2 separate regions of the Mus musculus genome follow, and region 1 is linked to region 2. Evidence: chromatin contacts called from public HiCAR-type data. All regions are on one chromosome and are shown on one strand. Each heading gives the region's core, a stretch centred on a gene start, on an enhancer-like site or on the middle of the called end of the contact. The rest is flanking DNA. Distances are from core to core; before and after follow the strand shown. Region 1 holds the start of Il1rapl1 (interleukin 1 receptor accessory protein-like 1). Region 2 holds the start of Gk (glycerol kinase).

The links. HiCAR-type assays count read pairs that join an accessible place to other places.
Region 1: a HiCAR-type map of astrocytes shows a contact between it and region 2, with 4 times the contacts expected there. The contact joins the promoter of Il1rapl1 here to the promoter of Gk in region 2. A contact is called at or near these places in 1 of 39 promoter capture datasets (hippocampal neurons) and 1 of 115 datasets of contacts at active chromatin or transcription factors (astrocytes).

What each region holds. Positions count from the first base shown.
Region 1 is chrX:88,113,388-88,119,343 of GRCm38.p6, forward strand. It overlaps Il1rapl1 (interleukin 1 receptor accessory protein-like 1), which reads right to left and starts at 2,561. Exons shown (of 11, transcript NM_001160403.2): 1 at 1,612-2,561.
Region 2 is chrX:85,774,855-85,780,498 of GRCm38.p6, forward strand. Gk (glycerol kinase) reads right to left here and starts at 1,965. Exons shown (of 21, transcript NM_001294140.1): 1 at 1,572-1,965. The coding sequence starts at 1,649. It also overlaps the pseudogene Gm14766 and a transcript of 5430427O19Rik not described here.

The DNA.
Region 1 (5,956 bases), core at 1,311-3,810, 2.3 Mb after region 2:
TCTGCATCAAGCTCTACCAGGGGAAAAAATGCAAGAAGGGACACTAAATGGTCCTTCCCTTCAGTCTTTCTCAGTCATTTCGGTGGATTTAACTTTCCACTCAGTTGAGGTCACATATCTCAACCATAGGGAAAAGATCTATGACCTTGGCTGGAAGCATCAGCCCCAAAGACTCAATGGGGCACTTGTGAAACATTGCAGACACATTTTGACTCTCCACGGGTGTGGCTAAAATTGCTCCTGTCCAGCCCTAAAGCTTACATGATCTGCTAGCCCTGTGAAACTCACTGTGAGAAAACTCATGTTAAATTCACCGCAGAGATCAAGGTTTACAGGACCCTCGGAGCTAATCTCTTTCTGCCCTCCTCCTCTGTTAACTGTTACAAGGCTTCAAAAGTTAGCAGGGTGATGGAGGCTCTCTCTATACAATCATTCCATCTCACTATCGTTGACTGAAGCTCACTGATGTAATGAAGTTACATAATCACCGATTATGCACGACTTCCATCCATCTTCCTACATATCCACATATCTTCTCCCCTCCCCTTCAGATCAATCTACCAGGTGAGATTTATAACACATGCAAATGCTCCATTCTCTCATCATAGGTACTGAATATGGGACTTAAGCATTGCAGTACAGTGCACCGAACCACGTCATCAATATCGATTTTTTATCCCATTTCCCCGGCAGAATATGCTTAAGAATTTTGAGTGCTGTAGTTTCTAACTTTTTAGCTAAAGGGTAAAATAACAGATAGAACACATCTTCAACTTAAGGTTAAGAGAGGTGTGTAATTGACTGCATTTCCCAAGCTAGCTGCATTGCAATAAAAGGATCATCTCCACTTCCAGACCTTTGACTTCCCTGCACGTGGGTCCTAGCTTCAGCTATTTGGGGTATTGGGTAATAATTATATTATTGGACAATCAAACTTAGGAAAGAATGCACGATGGTGATATTTAAGATAATATTGCTCTATTATTCTCTATTTTACTCATCAATTTCAGTCCCTTCTTTTTTCACTCTGAATGATAATCTACCAGAATAGATAGAAAAGTAGACCACGACACTTAATAATCCCCAATAACCACAACCTGAAGAACAATTAACAATGATTATCACCTTAAAGTTTAGGAACTTGACAAGTGGGATATCCCTGGTCCCATTGCGGCTGGGAAATGCAGCAGAATGCTGCACTGAGTTGAAAACATTTCTTTTAAAGAATAAAGAGTAGCTCATTTCATTTGAAAAGGGCTCTTCAGTAAGTGCTCCTTTTACCGCTGCTGTCCCTCCAGAACACAGGAACCACAAATATTGCATCCAAACAAAGAGTGTCTATCCAGAATTAAATCCAAGACTCTCTTCCACACAAAAATAATTGGGGAGCGAGTGCTTCTTTGATTTATTTCCAGTTATACTCGGAATGCACACACACACACACACACACACACACACACACACACAACTGCAGTTATTCCATTCTGTGCCAATAACGGCCACATCACAGCCATCAATGCGATGCAGCAATCATCCAAGTCACCCATTCTCATTACAGACGCCCAAGTTTGCTCATGCCACTGATGGGTCTACATATAAAAATGACCTTACCCACAACTGTCTTCCAAATTATTCTCCTCTGGATATCAGCCGGTAAGGTAATTGCTGGTCATCACAATGCGTATTCAGAAAAATCCACGTTTTACTCCTGTGTTCTTTTTCTTGTTTTTGCTAGCAATTAATATTGTGAACAAGGTACCCATTCACAAATGCCAAGTTCACCATAAAAGCAGATAATTCCATACAGATCTTCCCTACAAGACTGTCGCCAGTTAGTTCTCAAAGTGCCCGATTGTTTAGTGACGATACAATCCAGGTGCAGAGCAGGAAAGGGGAAAAAAAAGGACTAGGAAGAAAAAAAAAAGAAGAGGCAGAATAAAAAGAGAGAGAGAGAGGGAGAGACTGAAGAAGGAGAGATCAGAAAAAGAGGGAGAAATTTTTTAAATGTGTTTTGTTTTGTTTTGGTTATTTTTTAAAGAAGGAAGGAAATCGGACGATAAGTGAATAAGTCTGTGAGCTCTACGACAAGAATCGGAGTCTTGCTTGCAAATCTTCTGGATACATGTAGCCTTTCAAATCTTCCTGGTCCCCAAGTAAAATTTCCAGATCCGGGATGCAGCCATAAGAAAGAATCCTATGTGTATTTCACAAGTATCCCGCAATAACAGATCCGACGGGGTTTTCCTTGTACAGTACTGCTATGTGAAAGCACACAACCCCTGCTGTTTGGGAAGGTGTCTCCTGGGTCCTAGCTCTCTTCAGCAGACCCCAAAAATGATTTTTCAAAAGAGAGTGGGTGGGGGGAAGCAGCTTTGCGTTTATCTTGAATGATGCTAATCCTGAGCGAAAACGACAAGCAAGCCACGAACAGCACGAGATCTTGATTAATAGCCAGAATCCACTCAAAATATCCCAAGGAAGAAGGAGCGAAAACAAGAAAGAGAAACTGCAATGCATAAATGATTCCAGTGTTTCTACAAGATCGGTTCATTTGATTGAATGCATTCTCTGGTTTGCAGCAAGTCATAAAGAGGATAGTATTACTGCCACCCAATGGATATTTTAGTACTAGCCAATCCACAGACAGCCACCGCTTTGCGAGTTTTAGTTTTCAGAAGACCCGAAGAGGAAGGACGGTAGCCTGGGAATCTTTCAGCAAGGACCCTGGAAGGAATAATGGGAATTCGTCCTTCCAGGCAAAAGTGGCCCAGCCAATTGGACATTTACCCAGGCTTGCATTAGCCACGTAGAATTGTGATTGCATTTTTCTAGGCAGCTGAAAGGTATACAGGAGCGATGCCTGATCTGACACACTCATAATAACCTCCTTTCGTCTTTTCTTTTTGAAGATTTATTATAGCTCTAGCGATCTCTCTCTCTCTCTCTCTCTCTCTCTCTTTCTCTCTCTCTCTCAATTAAAAAAGGGGGGTGGTGATGGCATAAAAACTGAGCTCAGAGTCTCAGGTGGCAAGGTGCTAATCTTTCCTGAAGGACAGTTTTTGCAAAGTGCTTCTCTCTGTATTGGTATGTAAACTGGAAATCCTTCCAGCAGTTACCTCCCAGCATGAGCTCCCTCCGTTTGGGGAAGAGCAAAATCTTCCCAGAGAGAAAGGAGTTTGGGAAAAGAATGCTTGTGGTGGGTTTCCCTTGAGGAGAGGGGGTGGGGACGGGAGTAGGGGGAGTGGGAAGAGAAACTGACAGGACAGGACTGAAAGAGGATTCTCTTCCTCAGCAGTAAAGATTTCTGTACATCTTGAGAGTTCGCTGCAGTTTTTTGAAACGGATTTGTGTTGAGGGATGAGGGACAAAAGTAGAGAGATACTTGTAGATAGATGAGGAGTTACTTACTTTAATGTGCCTTGCCTTTTTACCTTGAGATGTTACGAAACTCTTAATTCTGCTATTCCAATACTTTAATGCATGCACTTTCATTCTGGAGATGCAGTGTGAGGCCTGAGAGCCTGAGTCTCTAATAAGCTGGTCCGTGCACTATAATAATGCTGTCAGACTGCATACTGCACTTAAAGTAGCAAGCCCCTGGAGAAGTGCGCATATTTACACTGCAGCCACAGCCTTAGGTACTGACAATGGAGTAAAGTGGAAAAGAGAATTGATAAATGCCTTTCTGTCACCCTTCCTCCTTCTCCCCAAACTTCAGCTTTTTCCACCCCCTGCAATGACAAGTCTGAAAATCTTAACTTGCTCAACAAGGTTTTCCTCAAGCTTTTTAACTGGTAGACTTCACAGGATACACCAAAGGTAGAAAAGTGAGCAGGCAAGACAACCCTATACCTTGAAAACTAGGTCTTCATGTAATTTACAGAATAAAGCACAAATTGGAGGGAGATTAAATACTTGAAAAATTAGATGAAATGGGTAATTAATTGAAAGCTAGACTGAGTCAGAGCATAAGTGAGATGACCAAGAGTTGGGAAACAGAACGGGGAGGAAAATCTATATTTTGATGGAATGTCCATTAAACAACTGAAATTACAAGGCAAGGCAAGGGAAGATGTGCTAAACTGCTAGGGCATTTTCAAGACTTACCCAGTATTTCGGAAGGGCTTTAACCCAGGTTAACCTCTCTTGTGCAGGCAGCTCTCTTCCTCCCCACATGCTGCAATGGAAAAAAATCTAAAGGCAAAATCTGAAGAGAGAATGTTACCATTTCCTTCTAGTGAATGATCCATTTTACTATGTCTTGTTGCACAGTCCTTTTGCTGACCCACTTAAGGACGCCCAAAGTACTGAAGGAGGTACAATTAACACACTTAGTTGCTTCAAGCAAAGTTTAGAAGTACAAGTCTTAGACCATAGGCTCATATCTGAGATAAATTCTATTTCTACCTTGTCATAATTTTTTTCATAGGAATCACTAATCTTTCATGACCTCAATTTCTTTGTTTGTAAAAGGACCTGTGGCCAAGGTGTGGTTGAGGTCAACATGAGAGATCATTCCCGTCCTGCATTTGCAATGTTTCTACAAGTCAGTTTGTTACCCACAGAGAGCACAGCATGAAATCTTACCTTGACATAGGCTACAGAAAGCAATCAGGAAGCTTGAATAAGTGCTTTAAAGACACAGGTGAATGTTGGACCATTTCAATCCTATTGAAAGAGATGAGTTTAAAAGCTTTCTCTTCAAATCAAGACAGGGAAATATTTGTTTGAATCCGAGGTGAAGCATTGTCTATTCCTGGATCTTACTGAGCCAACTGTGGGCCTCACTGTTTGTTGCCATGGGATCCTCTTTGTGCGAACTGTCTTGAACTGTGTGGGAACATTTTCCTCTTGCCTCCCTTCAGCTCTCTCTCTCTAACTCTTCTGAAGATATGTGTCAGAACAAAATGTAGCTGCATTATTGCCAATTAAGACTACCAGCAGCTGCAAGGTGCATCTAATTAAGACATTTAATTACTTCACTGAATTCTTATTTGCAGATGTTTGAAGCATTAAACAATATATTTTGATTTTATTTTAATATCTGGAAAAGGCTGACCTCTCTCTGCGTTGTGGGTGAGACAAACTCTGTACCCATGATGGATGTTAAAAAGAGGACTTTAAATCAGGTGTGATAGAACATGTTTAAACTTTGAGCACTCAGGAGGCAGACCAAGAGGATACAAATTGCAAAGCAGCTTGAGCTACACACTGATTTCAAGGCTAACATAGTGTAACATAGTAAGATATTCCCTTTAAAACTTATTTTGACATGAAAGTATATGCCTTCATACATTGCGAGTATGTGATGATATATTCAGAATGGAGTAATAGTATGCATACCCATAAAGGTTTTTATTTTATTTTACCAATGGAACTCTCAAAATACAGAAAAAAGTAAATCACTATGTGAGTAGAGCACCTGTGTATTACATAGTTCTCAAATGTTCTTTTTGCCAGTAACAGGATAGTTAACAGTAAGTTTGGTGCTGCAGTATGGGAATTGTAGGCCATCATGCAAAGCATTATGGGGTTTGTAGTAAAAACTGGCTGCAGATTAATCCATGCTTCTAGATTTTCTCAGTGGAAGGAAATCTGGTGGTTTATTTTCTGAAAATAAGGAAAGGGAGCATTAAGATACTTTATAACATTAATGAAACAAAGTTTAGCATTGCTAGGATTATGAAAGAAGAGTTTAGATAAAATAGCATTGTGATTGAGGAGACTACAGAAAATCTACGCTCACAGCTCAAAAAATAAACTGAGTGAGTTACTTCTTGATATTAATAAATTATCACTAAGGTTTAAGATATCACACTTATTGTTTTAGTGGCACTGAGTGAGAAAATGCCAAACTCATTGTTTATGGTGGAAAATAGTGAGCAGTGGAAAAGGATGCAAACCCTTATTTATTCTACCTATTGGTATCTGAATTGTAACTCCCTGCTCTTTGCAT
Region 2 (5,644 bases), core at 715-3,214:
TATTATTGTTACAGATATATTAAACAAATCCAGCCAAGCAGAGTTATTTATGATCCAGGATTACTTTATAAACTTTTATATGAATGTAAGACAAAATGAATCCTACCTTTTGCTATTAAAAAGTGTAAAATGCAGATGTGAAACAATGATTGAGAAACTCAAACCAGGGTTGTCACTAAGGAATATTTAAATTGAAAGTGGACTGAAAGTTTCTCAATTACAAAAAAAAAAAAAAAAAAAAAAAAGAAAAAGAAAAAGAAAGAAAAAACCTTCTGATCACAACACAATGCACTGTTTAGCCAAGTGCTAGTCGAAGAACACACACAGCTGTGCGTGCTCATGTGCACAGGTGTATGTGTGCACATTTACCAAATAATACAGGAAGAGTTGGGGGTATAGTTTAGTGATAGACTGCCTGCCTCCCATGCTACCGGCAAGGATATCAACCCCTAAGGGTACAGGTAAATAAATCATTGAAGAAAATTCATGGTTGATAAAGAAATAAAGAGGGAGGTAATTAATCACTAAGTATTTACATCAACTTTCCAGGTTAGTCAAATGCTCAGTGAAGCATGGGCTTTTAGCAGCTTTCTATTCACTTAAATTACTTTCAAATGATCTCACTGAACTGAATGCTAGCTCACTTCAAGAGCAAGTTTCCTAGCTGTGAGCAAGCAGTGGCTCATGCCTGGGAAGCACTTGCCTGGCTGAGGCAGGAGGATCAGGAGTTCAGGCTTCTCTGGAGTAAATAGGCAGATCCCCGTCTCAAAAAAAAAAAAAAAAAAAAAACGAAAAGAAGAAGAGCTAAACTTCACTGCAAAACGAAGCAGCCAAGAGACATTTAAACAGCACCTCGTTATGGTAATTCTCATCGTGCATACTAACTAGAATTGCCCTGTCACATTAAACAGTAGAGTGGAGTGGACAATATCTGATGATAATGGTCAAAGTGTCAGAACTGAACTGATTAAGCTCTTGAAATGAAATAAAGATTACTGAGAATTGCAATCCGTTTCCAATATGTTCCACCACCCCCTCAGTAGTCTAGCCTCTGCAGCTTCTGTGGCAGAGGATGACAAAGCATCAGCATGCTAATACTTTATTCGTTCTACCGCTTGAACGGACGCTATGTTGGGTGACCACAGCCGTGACACAGCTTTCCCTCCATCCAAGGACATCCTGTGCCCAGCAGGCCAAACACTCATAGGGAAGATCGCAGCAGTGTCAATGTGACCACCTGTCCTTTACTGCATCGGGGTTGCTCTGCTTGGATGCTCCAAGAGTACTCACTCTCTTTGGGGAATCTCCCTATTGGTATGCGACCTGGCTCCACCACCAAGGCTGAGAATGCTCAACTCTGCTGCGGGGGTATCCTAGGAGGCCAAGATCCACCCCCAGAACAGGACAATCCCAGCATGGTAGGTCCCCCTTTTGGCCTCCTTTCCTCGCCCCAGCAGCTAGGGCCCAGGAGAACAAGAGGCGCGCGGACTGAGGACGCAACACCCCGCCTTTTCGTCCTCCGGCTAGTGTCCCAGTTCAGTGGGCTGAGAAGATGTCACCCCAGGGCTCACCAAAAAACGTGTCGAGCTGGTACCCTGGTCCACTGCTCCCACCAATGGCCCCAGAACTGCTTTCTTCGCGGCTGCCATGGAAGTCAGTCAGCTTCAGAGCAGAGAGCTTAACACGGCTGGTCTCCGGGGTGACTGTGGAGGGCTGCGGAGGGCGGAGCAGGGACAGCGGAGGGCAAAGCAGCGCGCTTCTGCTGAAGGCTCGCGCGGCTCCTAGGCAGCCCCTTTACTCCCGCCCGGCCGCGTCGCCCCGCCCCTCCAGCTCAGGCCCCGCCCCGACCTGCATTCTCCTAGGCCTTGGGAGGCGTGGCAAATGGGGGGGCGCTGTCTTCCGGGCGGGCCAATGAGCGACTACAGAAAGAGACCCAGGAGCAGGCCAGTCTGAGGGTTGTGAGACGTCACGGGGGCGGGGTCAACGCACGGCGGGGGCTCTGGTCCGCGCGGTGGGTCACGTGGTCGGGGACGGGCGGAGCGTCTGCCTTTAGCCAAACTCGGGCTTAGTGGAGGGCGGGGCCTCACAGAACACTCCCTGTACCCGGCCCTGAGGCTTGCACCGAACCCCGAGACTTAAGCCTGCTGGAGCAACCCGAAGTGCAGAGCTGCCTCTTCCCTCTCTGGTAGGCTGTGCAGAGTGCGACCTGAGTCGCCTGGTGGACGATCCAGTCCTTTCGTCCCCGCTCTTCCCACGCCCCGCCTGCTGAGCCGCTGTTAATAACAATAAGCTCTTCTACTGGCATCAATTCGGGGTGCGACCAGCTGACGAAGGGATCTAAGCGAACCCCTCACATTTGTAGGCCAGGGAGAAAGAATGCGGAAGTTATTTCGGCTTATCATGTAAGGAAAACGTGTCAAACCATTGTCTCCAAGAACCTCAGGTTGACCAACCATGAAGGAAATACCCGGCACCTCCCAGTCCTGAAGCGCCCTTGCTTTTTTCGCTTGGCTTCACTGAGTATGCCCTCCCCTATGCGCCATTTCCGCTCGCTTTATTAACCACTGTGGACTAGGTTGGGAGCGAATTGGGATTCTCATTTGACCTTGAATTTACCTTGCCTAGATCCTTTGGAGGCGTGCGTTCTAAAAGGCTTTCAAACTTTGGACTGGACCCGCAGTGAGAAATAGTTTTCAAAACAGCCTGGGGCTGGTGTTTGTGGGCTGCTCATTGCACTTGCAAATTTTTTGTGTAATAATTATATGCTGTATACACGTGTACATTTTTAAATATTTTCTAAAAGCATTTTTTATCTATGCCATGCATTCTATGTATTTCATTCTATGGGATACCATTTTTTATAACACCTTGATTGGATAAAAAAATTAACTGAGCTAGGTGATTTAATGCAAGTCTATAACCCACTATGGAGAAGGATCAAAAAGGAGTTCAAGGCCATCCTTGGCTACCTTACCACCTTGGCTACCTTACCACCACCAAAAAACGAAAGAAAGAAAGAAAGAAAGAAAGAAAGAAAGAAAGAAAGAAAGAAAGAAAGAAAGAAAAGAGAGAAAGAGAGAAAGAAAGGAAGGAAGGAAGGAAGAAAGAAAGAAAGAAAGAAAGAAAGAAAGAAAGAAAGAAATCAAGCAAGCTCAGATATTGGTTTTGTAAGCTACCATGCTTTCTATCATCTTTAGAATTGATACTATTCCCAATGTCTTTCCATCCATTTCCCAAATCTCATACTATTTTGTAGCACCCCACAGTTGTCATGAATTCCCTTTGCTCTATAGCACCTCACTCATACATATTTATTTATATACTTTGTGTATGTTTATGTAGTTTTCCCATGCTTGCTATGAAAGCACAATTTCCTGTCCTGGTGTTCCTGATGAGGACTGCTTAGAGAAATGCTCCACTTGCTGACAATTGACAAGCTTTCAAATAAGTCAGTATTTTTTTTTTAATTTCCTGGAATAGACTAAGAAGCAGCCAGACAGGATAGACAAATATTAAGACACTAGGCCAACTTCTCTGTCAAATTTGTGATAGGCATTAATTGAGTAGATTATATGGAAAAGGATTCTCATAGTTCTAGAAGTCAGTAAGAACAGAGCCACAGACCTTACTATGTTGAAGCATTAAAAAAAAAAAATCCTAACCACATCTGAACTTTAGCACAGTTGCGGCTCAGATTCCAACGGGACAGCAGATTATTTGTTTAACAGCACAGTAGGGATCAGAATTCCGTTGTTCCCAATGAAATGAAAGTAGAGGATCATGAAAGAGCCTTAAATTCATTTTTACTGTGCTTCTTATAACATTGTGTATCTTAGAGCTTCACTGCTGTCACCAGAACAAATGTGAAGAGCCACAATATTATTTTAATGTTCCCAAGCCACTCCTACCTCAAATGTCCTCTAAAACAAACAAACAACAACAGCAACCCAGAAAGATGTCCTAAATGGAGAAGTCTAGCTCAGCCTATCTTAATTCCCTACCCTAAATATTCACCCTAAACTCTCACAGATTTATTGTCTCCCTTTTATCTGGTCAGACTTGCATGCCTGAGATTCTAGGTAGAGGCAGAATGCTCAGGAATTCAAGGTCATCCTCAGCTATATAGGGAAGTGATACCAGACTGGGCTATATAAGACTTTGTCTTAAAAGGAAAGCAGCGGAAAGAATTATTCTGTTTTTCTTTCCCCTTTCCCATCCCTTCAAGCCACAGCTTCGGTCCAAAAATTCTGTATAAATGTAAAACTGAATAATAGGTACTATGTTTTTATATTGTCCAAAGTTGTTAAAAGAAACACTAGGACAACTGAGTCCCAGAGAGAACAAATAATCTACATATTTGAGACCAGCCACCCTCCAATGTCACATCCAAGACTAGAATTTCATTCTGGCATGAAATCTAGTGTCCTTCATAACAGCCTAAAGGAATGGAAGCTGAAGGGAATTAGAAAGGAAAATGGAGAAGAAAAAATGAGGAAAATGGAAAAGCTGATAGAGATAGTATGTCATCCTTGATCAATCATCCTTGATCATCCCCGACCACTAATACATATCACAGGCAGAGCAGCAGAAGAAACCCTTAGTGTCTTGGCCCTGACATTCAACACTTAATCTTCATGACCTCAAGTAACCCACGGTTTCTTTTTGCTCACTTGCAAAATAGGGAAAATGTCATTTATAGTGACGTGAATGAGTTACTAATGTAATGTCTCTGGAAGCACGGTATGAGCAGTACAGCTATGCAGGAAAGGCAAAATTCATGTATTTATATTGTCAAATTGGCTTGTCCCAAGGAAATCCAGGTGTGAAGGCTAGGAGGGAAGTGCTTCGTGCAAATAGTTTAAGGAGTCTGAGTCATCTGAAGGACACATACACTGGCATCATTTCCCTTTCCTTCCTCTCTCTCTCTCCCTTCCTTTTTCTTTCACCAGGTCTTAGGTAACCCAGCCCAACAGCTCCTCCATCTCTATTTTGCCAAGGGGGTTTAAGATAGATCCTTCTACTCCATTTCCTAGTGTTGGGATTACAGGTGTATGCCACCACCTCGGGCCCTTCCTGTTATGATTTCTGACGGGTAGAGCAGGAAGCCAGTGTCAATCCTGGCTAGAGAGTCTTCTGTTGGTTCTGTTATTCCTTCTCTAATTTTTCCTGTTGTTAATTTACTTATGCAGATGTGGCATAAACAGAAAACCTGTTTTTCCCTAGAGAATACTCTGGTAACCCTCCTTGTTCTTCTCATGTTTGCCTAATAACTAGCAGTTATTCGTTGGATATAGTGTCTTACACCTATAAGTCCAGCTGTAAGGAGACTGAGACAGGAGGATTGCCAAGAGTTAGAGGCCAGCATGGCTACAGCGGAGACCTTGTTTAAAAGGAAAAAAAAGTTCAACCTAATCTATTTGGAAAGTTAACATTTTCTTAATACCTCCTGTGTTTTATTAATGTATATGGGTTGAGAAGAATAATAAAAACATAAGGTGGAAAGTCAGTGTTAGAAATGTTTATTTATTGAAAAGCACAGGCAAATATCACTTTATGGATTTTGGGTGAATTGAGCAGATCTATCAAAAGTTTGTAGAAGGTGGCACCAGATAGAGAAACAGATAAGGAATTTAAACATACTCGA